Linked DNA regions of Mus musculus: region 2 is linked to region 1. Evidence: chromatin contacts called from public Hi-C data. All regions are on one chromosome and are shown on one strand. Each heading gives the region's core, a stretch centred on a gene start, on an enhancer-like site or on the middle of the called end of the contact. The rest is flanking DNA. Distances are from core to core; before and after follow the strand shown.

What was found. Hi-C and Micro-C count contacts between places; a contact is called where the count stands out from the background.
Region 2: a contact with region 1 is called in a Hi-C map of cerebral cortex, with 1.6 times the contacts expected there. The contact joins the promoter of Clrn1 here to the enhancer-like site in region 1. A contact is called at or near these places in 2 of 484 Hi-C or Micro-C datasets (cerebral cortex and nephron progenitors), 1 of 115 datasets of contacts at active chromatin or transcription factors (embryonic stem cells) and 2 of 9 other capture datasets (adipose tissue and pancreatic islet).

What each region holds. Positions count from the first base shown.
Region 1 is chr3:58,808,839-58,812,310 of GRCm38.p6, forward strand. It overlaps Mindy4b-ps. Among named protein-coding and RNA genes, the nearest start is that of Gm40059, 14 kb to the right of the region's middle. Within about 2 kb of position 1,728, at least 21 of the 459 cell types and tissues checked have an H3K27ac peak or open chromatin away from gene starts, as enhancers often do. A contact at or near this core is called in cerebral cortex, where this site is marked.
Region 2 is chr3:58,883,382-58,886,853 of GRCm38.p6, forward strand. Clrn1 (clarin 1) reads right to left here and starts at 1,831. Exons shown (of 3, transcript NM_153385.3): 1 at 1,407-1,831. The coding sequence starts at 1,659.

The DNA.
Region 1 (3,472 bases), core at 478-2,977:
CCAGGTTGGCTCGAATGCCTGTCTACCAGCCTTGCACAGTCTTCATGGGCTTAAGCATTTTCTACGCAGGCCTGCCCAGTTCTTAGTTTTTGACTGCGAAACATGTTTGCAGCCTCAGCTTAGATCCTCTGACCATAACCCTGTCTATATTAGTTTAACTGGGATCATATGAGAGTGTGTGTTAAGCACCCATGCCTAGGTTCTCCTCCTCATGTTGCCTTTGCAACGAGTTTTATAAATCACACTTCTGCCCACATGCCCTGCAGCTTACAGCTTCATGGCCACCCTGCTAATTATCCTCTACTTAAGCTTCTTCTTTAGAAGATTGTGGTTCATTTTCCTTTCCTCTCTAGAAAGAAGAATCTTAAAAACCAAGAACCCCCTTGACTCCTCTGCCACTATTATCCACTGCTTTGTTCTCTCGTTATCCAGGGAAGAGAAGAAGCATTCTCTGTGGAAGAAGGGGTGAAGGGAGGCAAGCTTTGCAAGGTCCTAAGTCAGTGTGACCCGTCTGTCTGGCAGACAGCTTAGTTTCCCTCCGTTTCTGTTTGTTATTCATAAAATGAGGTAAGCCTGCTTTAACATTTTTCTTCCCTCAAAAGAAATCCCGGTACAAGGCCTGAAGGGTGCTATTCTCTGGGATTGATTAGCTGAAGAAAAGGAGGTGTTCATGGATGGCGTCTGTGTGATCTGGCCTCTTTCTAGGCTGTGAAGAGGGAGAGGCAGGCTCCTCTGTCTCTTATTCCGCCCTTCCTCAGCCTTCAAAAAATGACCTGGTTTTCTTAACAAGAACCATTAGCAATGCGCTTTGTAAAAGAATGAAGATCTCGGTAAGATCAGCTCCACATAAAGGAATTACCTCAGCATTTAGACACTTACACACTGTAAATGATCATAGACGAATTTCTCAGTGGCTTCTTTCTCTGAGAATTCAAACAGCTGGAGCTATAGATGGGGAATTGAAGATAAAAATGCAAAGGAAGATGAAAGGCACCTCGAAGGGAGATCATTTCACGGCTATTACCTAAAGGGAGGTTTTGTTTCATTTCAAAATCACATCGCTAAAAACTGACATCCAGCACAAGGCCACATAAAGCACACATGGTAAAACCGGGCGGTGACAGCATCCCTATTGCATCCCCCAAATTTTAAGTCACTGTGACATCTCAAATAACAAAACCATATGGAGATTTCCCCCTGATGGAGTTTAGCAGTCTCTATGATAGAGACATACAGTTAATGATGATTTGAGATGTAGATTTCTTTTTTCTTTTTTTTGGTGGAGCCTACCAAACCCAAGGCTTAGCAGCACACTGTTACCACCAGGATACACTGAAGCCCACCAGCCTAAATGCAGTATACTCTCGCTTAAAGGGAACTTTAGGAGAAATTCGCCATTTTCACTGCTCCAATCCCTCACAGCCCCTTGGTGCTGGCGTCCTCTGAAGAAGGTGTCTCTGGCTAATTCAGGTCCTGAGTGGGGGTTGTGCTTCCATGACCATGAGCACACTCAGGCTTCATTGGCTCTTCAGCCAACACAGCAGCTGGAGCGCACTTACCCTCTCAATGAAATTGTTGCTGGAGTAGTCAAGAGTCGAAGTGCTGTGGATGTCTTTGGTGTCAAAACAGACGATGGCTTTCTGAGCTTCTCCTGCAGCCCATAGGATGCCAGCCAGCATCGCAGCTAGAGCCTGTTCCTGCTCACGCTGGCTCAGGTTACATAAACTGCAATGCAGGTGGCGAGGGAATGAGTGCCTCTGAGTGTGGGCGGCGATAGCCTACTGACTTCCCTCTCCGGAGTCATGCGAGGGTAGAGCAGGGAAGTCTGATCTTTCTGCTTGGATTGTAACTGTCATCACGGCAGCCTATTACTTTCCTGAGCAACACCAGCCTATCTTGTCCTATGCACACCCTTGTCGTCCGTCTCTGAACTCCAAAATGGGTCACCCTGTACTTGTTGCCAAACAACGCAGTCATTTTTTTTTTCAAGTACAATCCGAAATAATCCCTGCAGTTTGGTCTCACAGATGTTCATTTTGCAAAAGCTCTTCCCCGATAGAACCCCAAGTACCCACTGCACGTTTCCCTCCCTCAGGCACACCTACCTTCAGGGTTTGCAACCTCCCTTTCTACCTGGCCACATCTTAAGGAGGATTATCTCATGTAATCCACAGACTTGCTCTATGGCAATACTAGGTTTGTTCCCATCTTAGAGGTGAGGGGAGAGTGAGATAAGAGAGGTTGAGTAATTGTTCTGGGCTCTCACCTTTACAATGAAAGCTCTCTGGTCCTCACTCAGGCCATCTGGGCCCTGAGTCTCTGCTCTTTCCTATCACACTGAACCCAGTGCCCCGAGAGCCTCCAACTACTCTAGAAAGTGGGAGCAGTCTTCCCTCTGCTTATTTTTTCAAACTATAACATGTGCTTTTCATATAGAAACACCAGCGGAGGCTACCGGTTGTTTGTATAGGCTGTCTAGCACTTTGATGGGACAGAAAAACTGCAAAGCTCCAGCACAGACAGAACAACAGAAAGACAGTTGTAATAGAGAAGGTTTGGGGAGGCTGCACGGAGCAGGGATCCCATAGCAGAGACTCCTTTGTATTTATTCAGGGTTGTATGCTAGCCTAGGCCGTGTGTTAGGCTGTGTGCTTGTGCATGTATCTTTTGTTTCGGATCTCCTGTTCTCACATGGAGGGTATGTCCACCGTCTGTCTACTTTGGGTCCTGCTCCCTGTGACTCCAGATTTTCAAATTTTCTAATGGAGTTGAGTCACTTTGCCCAGAAGTGACTAAGAATGATGCTCTTTCTCTTTGGATGGCCCATAGCCAATGACTGGCTGAGGTGGGAGGCACAGAAACCCTGCCTCTCTCAGTTGAAGGTGGACAGGCTGAAGAGCAAAGCACGTTCCCTGGTTCCCCCTAGACATGGGAATTTCATTGTGACTGTTTAGCATATAAAGATTCTAGGTCCATAAGCCACTCTTTTAAGTGCTAAGCACAGTCCTCTTACCTTTGAAGGCTGCAGTCTTTCCCCTCCCTTGTAAACAGTAAGTATTTGATGATAGATCCTTGTACTGCCATCTGGATGCTCTGGGCACCTCCCTGAGTGGGAAAAAGAACAGTGGGGCAGGAAAGCTGGAGCCGGCTTTACATTCCAGTGGAACCTCAAGGCCACGAGTACTGGAAGTAGATCTTGGAACTAGATGCTGTTGTTTGTGCTTCTCTGTAGCCTTCACTTCTTGGTGTCTCCTGGGGCTTAGCAAAGGGACCCTACTATTCTGTGTCACCTTCTCTGAGGGCTGTGGCTGGGTGCCATCACCAAGCTAGACTCCACAATGACCAGCTTTGTGTGATGCTCTCAGCCTGGTGCCTGAGAAGTCAAGGTCTTCTCCTTCCACCACCACTGTGCCCTGCTTCATACTGCACTTTTACATAGGAAGGAGACGGGAAACCAGTTGGCTGGTGCCTG
Region 2 (3,472 bases), core at 581-3,080, 75 kb after region 1:
CCACTTCAGCAAATCTAGTTGATGATCATTTCTTGGAAAGCTGAAAGCTAATTCTTGGGGATTTTCTAGAGCCCTATGATAATTCATATCACTTTGTAACCTACATGAGTTGGAGGTTACTGCCAAATGACTGCTTAGAAGATATAAGGAATGTTGCAGAAATATAAATGGGCCAGAGCTGCAATTTAATTAGACACTGCATATGTTAATAATAAATTCAATTAATTTCACCTTCTACCTATACTAGAGGAGAAAAGAAGCTCAGACAAAATAATAATTCATTTTAATGCCTCAATTGGGAGTCTCCTTTTCCTGAAGAGTGATTTATGCAGTAATTTACTGACTGTGTCTTCATAAGATTGCTCCAAACCAGCCCTTTGAAATAATAATAAGTTCTGGGTGTGTGTAGTGAGAGATACAACAAATGACTGTTTATTAATTTTCATTTAATGAGTTGCCCATTCTCATAGTAGCTTTTTTTAAAAAAAAAAAAAAACTTCTCATCTCAAGATAAGCATGTTATAAATACTCCAGATAGCACTCCCATTTTGCACAAATAATGACAGAAAATATCTCCTACTCCCTGCCATATTTGAAGGTCAGTCAGGTTTTGTGTACTGTTGGTGTGCATTTCTCAGCAGATCACTTTAAAAATTTTGTAGGCAAATAATTCCAAATTGGTTAAATATGAAAACAGAAGTTGTTAAATCAGCAGCCAGGGTTTTAGCAGTGTGGGGCAGGCTAAGAAACACAGTCATGGGCCAATGGAAATGCAAGTAAACTGGTCCCCTTTTAAAGGACAAAAGGCACAAAGACCATTCCTTACAGAGTTCCTATTTTCTCAAGTACTGTTTTTCTTTAACAAAGATGCCAGAATGTCTTATATTATTAGTAATACTTAAGAATCCTGAGGGTTATACTTTCGTTTTTGAAAATTCACACACACACGCACACGTACACATACACACACAGAGGGAGACAGAGAGAGAGAGAGAGAGATGCATGCGCATGTGCTCAAGTATGTGTGTGAGTGCCATAGTGTGTATATGGATGTCAGAGGTCAACTTGGGGAACTTGGTTTTCTGTTCCCATCATGCAGGTGCTGAGGATGACCTTGGCATCACATAGCTTAATGGTAGTCATCTTGTCAGACTCTTTAAAGGGTTATGCTTTCAAAGAGCATAACATCGTAGCAATTAATTATAATGATCATAGTAAAAATAGCACGAATAAAAAATTAATAAAAATAAAAACCAAAACAAGGGAGAAAAAAAGAAAAAAGAAAACAAAAGCTAAACAAGTTGCTTAGAGTCCTAATAGACAGGGCAAGATCCTCTTTATGTCTTTGCAACAGCTGGAAGAATGTTCAGAAAGCGTTAAGTAATTCAGATGGAAGTGTTACTTACATGAGAACCGGAAAGGCCTTGCTCCTAACCCACATTGCCTTACGCCTTCTCCGTGGAAAAGGCCATACTGCATCTCGCCCATGAACTTGTCCAGCTCCTTCCCTGACGCGTTGACAAGCAGAGCCCCTGTTTTGCAGAGGATAGTGGCTTTAACCCACAGTGGGGTGCCCACTGCTGTCACCACTCCAAGAGCACAGAGAAAGCTCAGTACGCCAGCCATGCAAAAGATGATCTTCTTCTGCTGGCTTGGCATGACGAGAAAAGGCTTCGGTAAAGACAAACTTGAAAACAAAGACCTTTGTGAGCATCAAGTAGCGACTGCCCCGTCGGCTGCATTTATCACAGCAGCTGAAAAACACTGCCCTTCCTTACAGTGGTTCCACCAGGCAGAACGCCAGTCCGTGAAGCATCCTTCCTCACCCACTGCGGGCTTTGTTCCTCTTCTGCTGCTGCTTTCCTTAAACAGAAATCTTTGGATTCAGAGTTTGTAAAATAAAACTCTTCCAAATTGCCTGCATGGTCCCCTCTCATGTCACTTACTAAGAAAGGTATAGGGTAACAGATGGAGTCCTCCGTGTAACTTGAGAGAAGCCAGTCTTCCCTAGCCTGTTGTCTGATTGGGTGAGCTGAAGCCTTGGCTCCGACAGTAAGTTTGCAGCAATGCGAGACATCCACGTATTGATGAGTTTTTATTTCTGGGTTTTGTTTGCTCTCGGCCATGGGAGAATGGGAGCTTTGGCACAGGTAACAATAATTAATCGATTTTTAAAATGTTTCATTTTAGTTTGGTGAACCATGGCTCCGCATTGCATCTGGTGTAGACTTGAAGATCCCAGAGCTATACAGGCCTGTCCTCTTCACCCCCAATTCTTCCACGCCCACAGTTTCTATGGAATCTACTTAGAATTTGATTCAAACTCTTTTTGAGGCACAGAAACACAGAGCTACAGTTGAAAATGTGTACATTTAGAAATGCTTTTATTTGAAAGCATTTGGCTGTTTCAGTATGACAGCAAGGGAGCCCGGTTGTGGGTCCAAGAAGCAGCCGAATGTATAAAGGTAAGAGTACTGACGTAGAAGGAAGCACTATGATTAGACAGAGCCACCACCGAAGAGCGGGTCTCCAGGGAAAGTAGCTGAGAGTCTAGAGACAAAGATCGGAACGATATTATGTAGCAATGTGTATTTGGTTTAGGAATTAAGTCCTGAAAGCTCAAGTGTGGAATCCGTTGACTACTTCTTACTCCTGGGTGCCCAGTGAGGATTCTCACGAAAAAAATAAAATGGCCCTTTTTGTTTCTCTGTCTCTGTAGGTCTGCCTGTGTGTTCTGACTCTCTGTCTCTGACCCTTTTTCTGTCTCTGTGTGGTCTGTCTGTCTGTCTGTCTCTCTCCCTCTCTGTGTTCTGTCTCTCTGTGTATGTCTTCTTTCTTTCTTTTCCTTTCTTTCTTTCTCTTTCTTTCTTTCTTTCTTTCTTTCTTTCTTTCTTTTCCTTTCTTTCTCTTTCTTTCTTTCTTTCTTTCTTCCCCTCTCTCTCTCTCTCTCTCTCTCTCTTCTTTCTTTGTGTCTGTCTGTCTCTGTGCTCTATCTCTCTGTGTATGTTCTCTCTCTCTCTCTCTCTCTCTCTCTCTCTCTCTCTCTCTCTCTCTCTCTCTCTCTCTCTCTCTCCAAGAGAGAGATTGTTTCCTGAGTATTTGTGTATCTCATTTTATGCTGGGCTCTGACTTTCAGTACAAACTTGACTCCCATTCTCTGTTAAACATTTCATCTGTTATTTAACTCTTGCAAGTACTAGAGCAAGTGTGCTGCTGCTGCTGCTGCTGCTGCTGCTGCTGCTGCTGCTGCTGATGATGATGATGATATTCCACTGTACAGATAGATGCGTTGAGCGGGAGAGATCAAGCAACACACTGAACTTATTAACAGGGTTCTGTGATTTATGTTATTCTAAAGCAAAGTGCTGGCCTTGAAGAGAGGGAAGTGCTTCAGCTGGGTTGGGTTGGAAGTACCAGGGCAGGGTTGTCCATTGCTATTTGTACAGCTCAGGTCTCTGGAGAATACAGATAT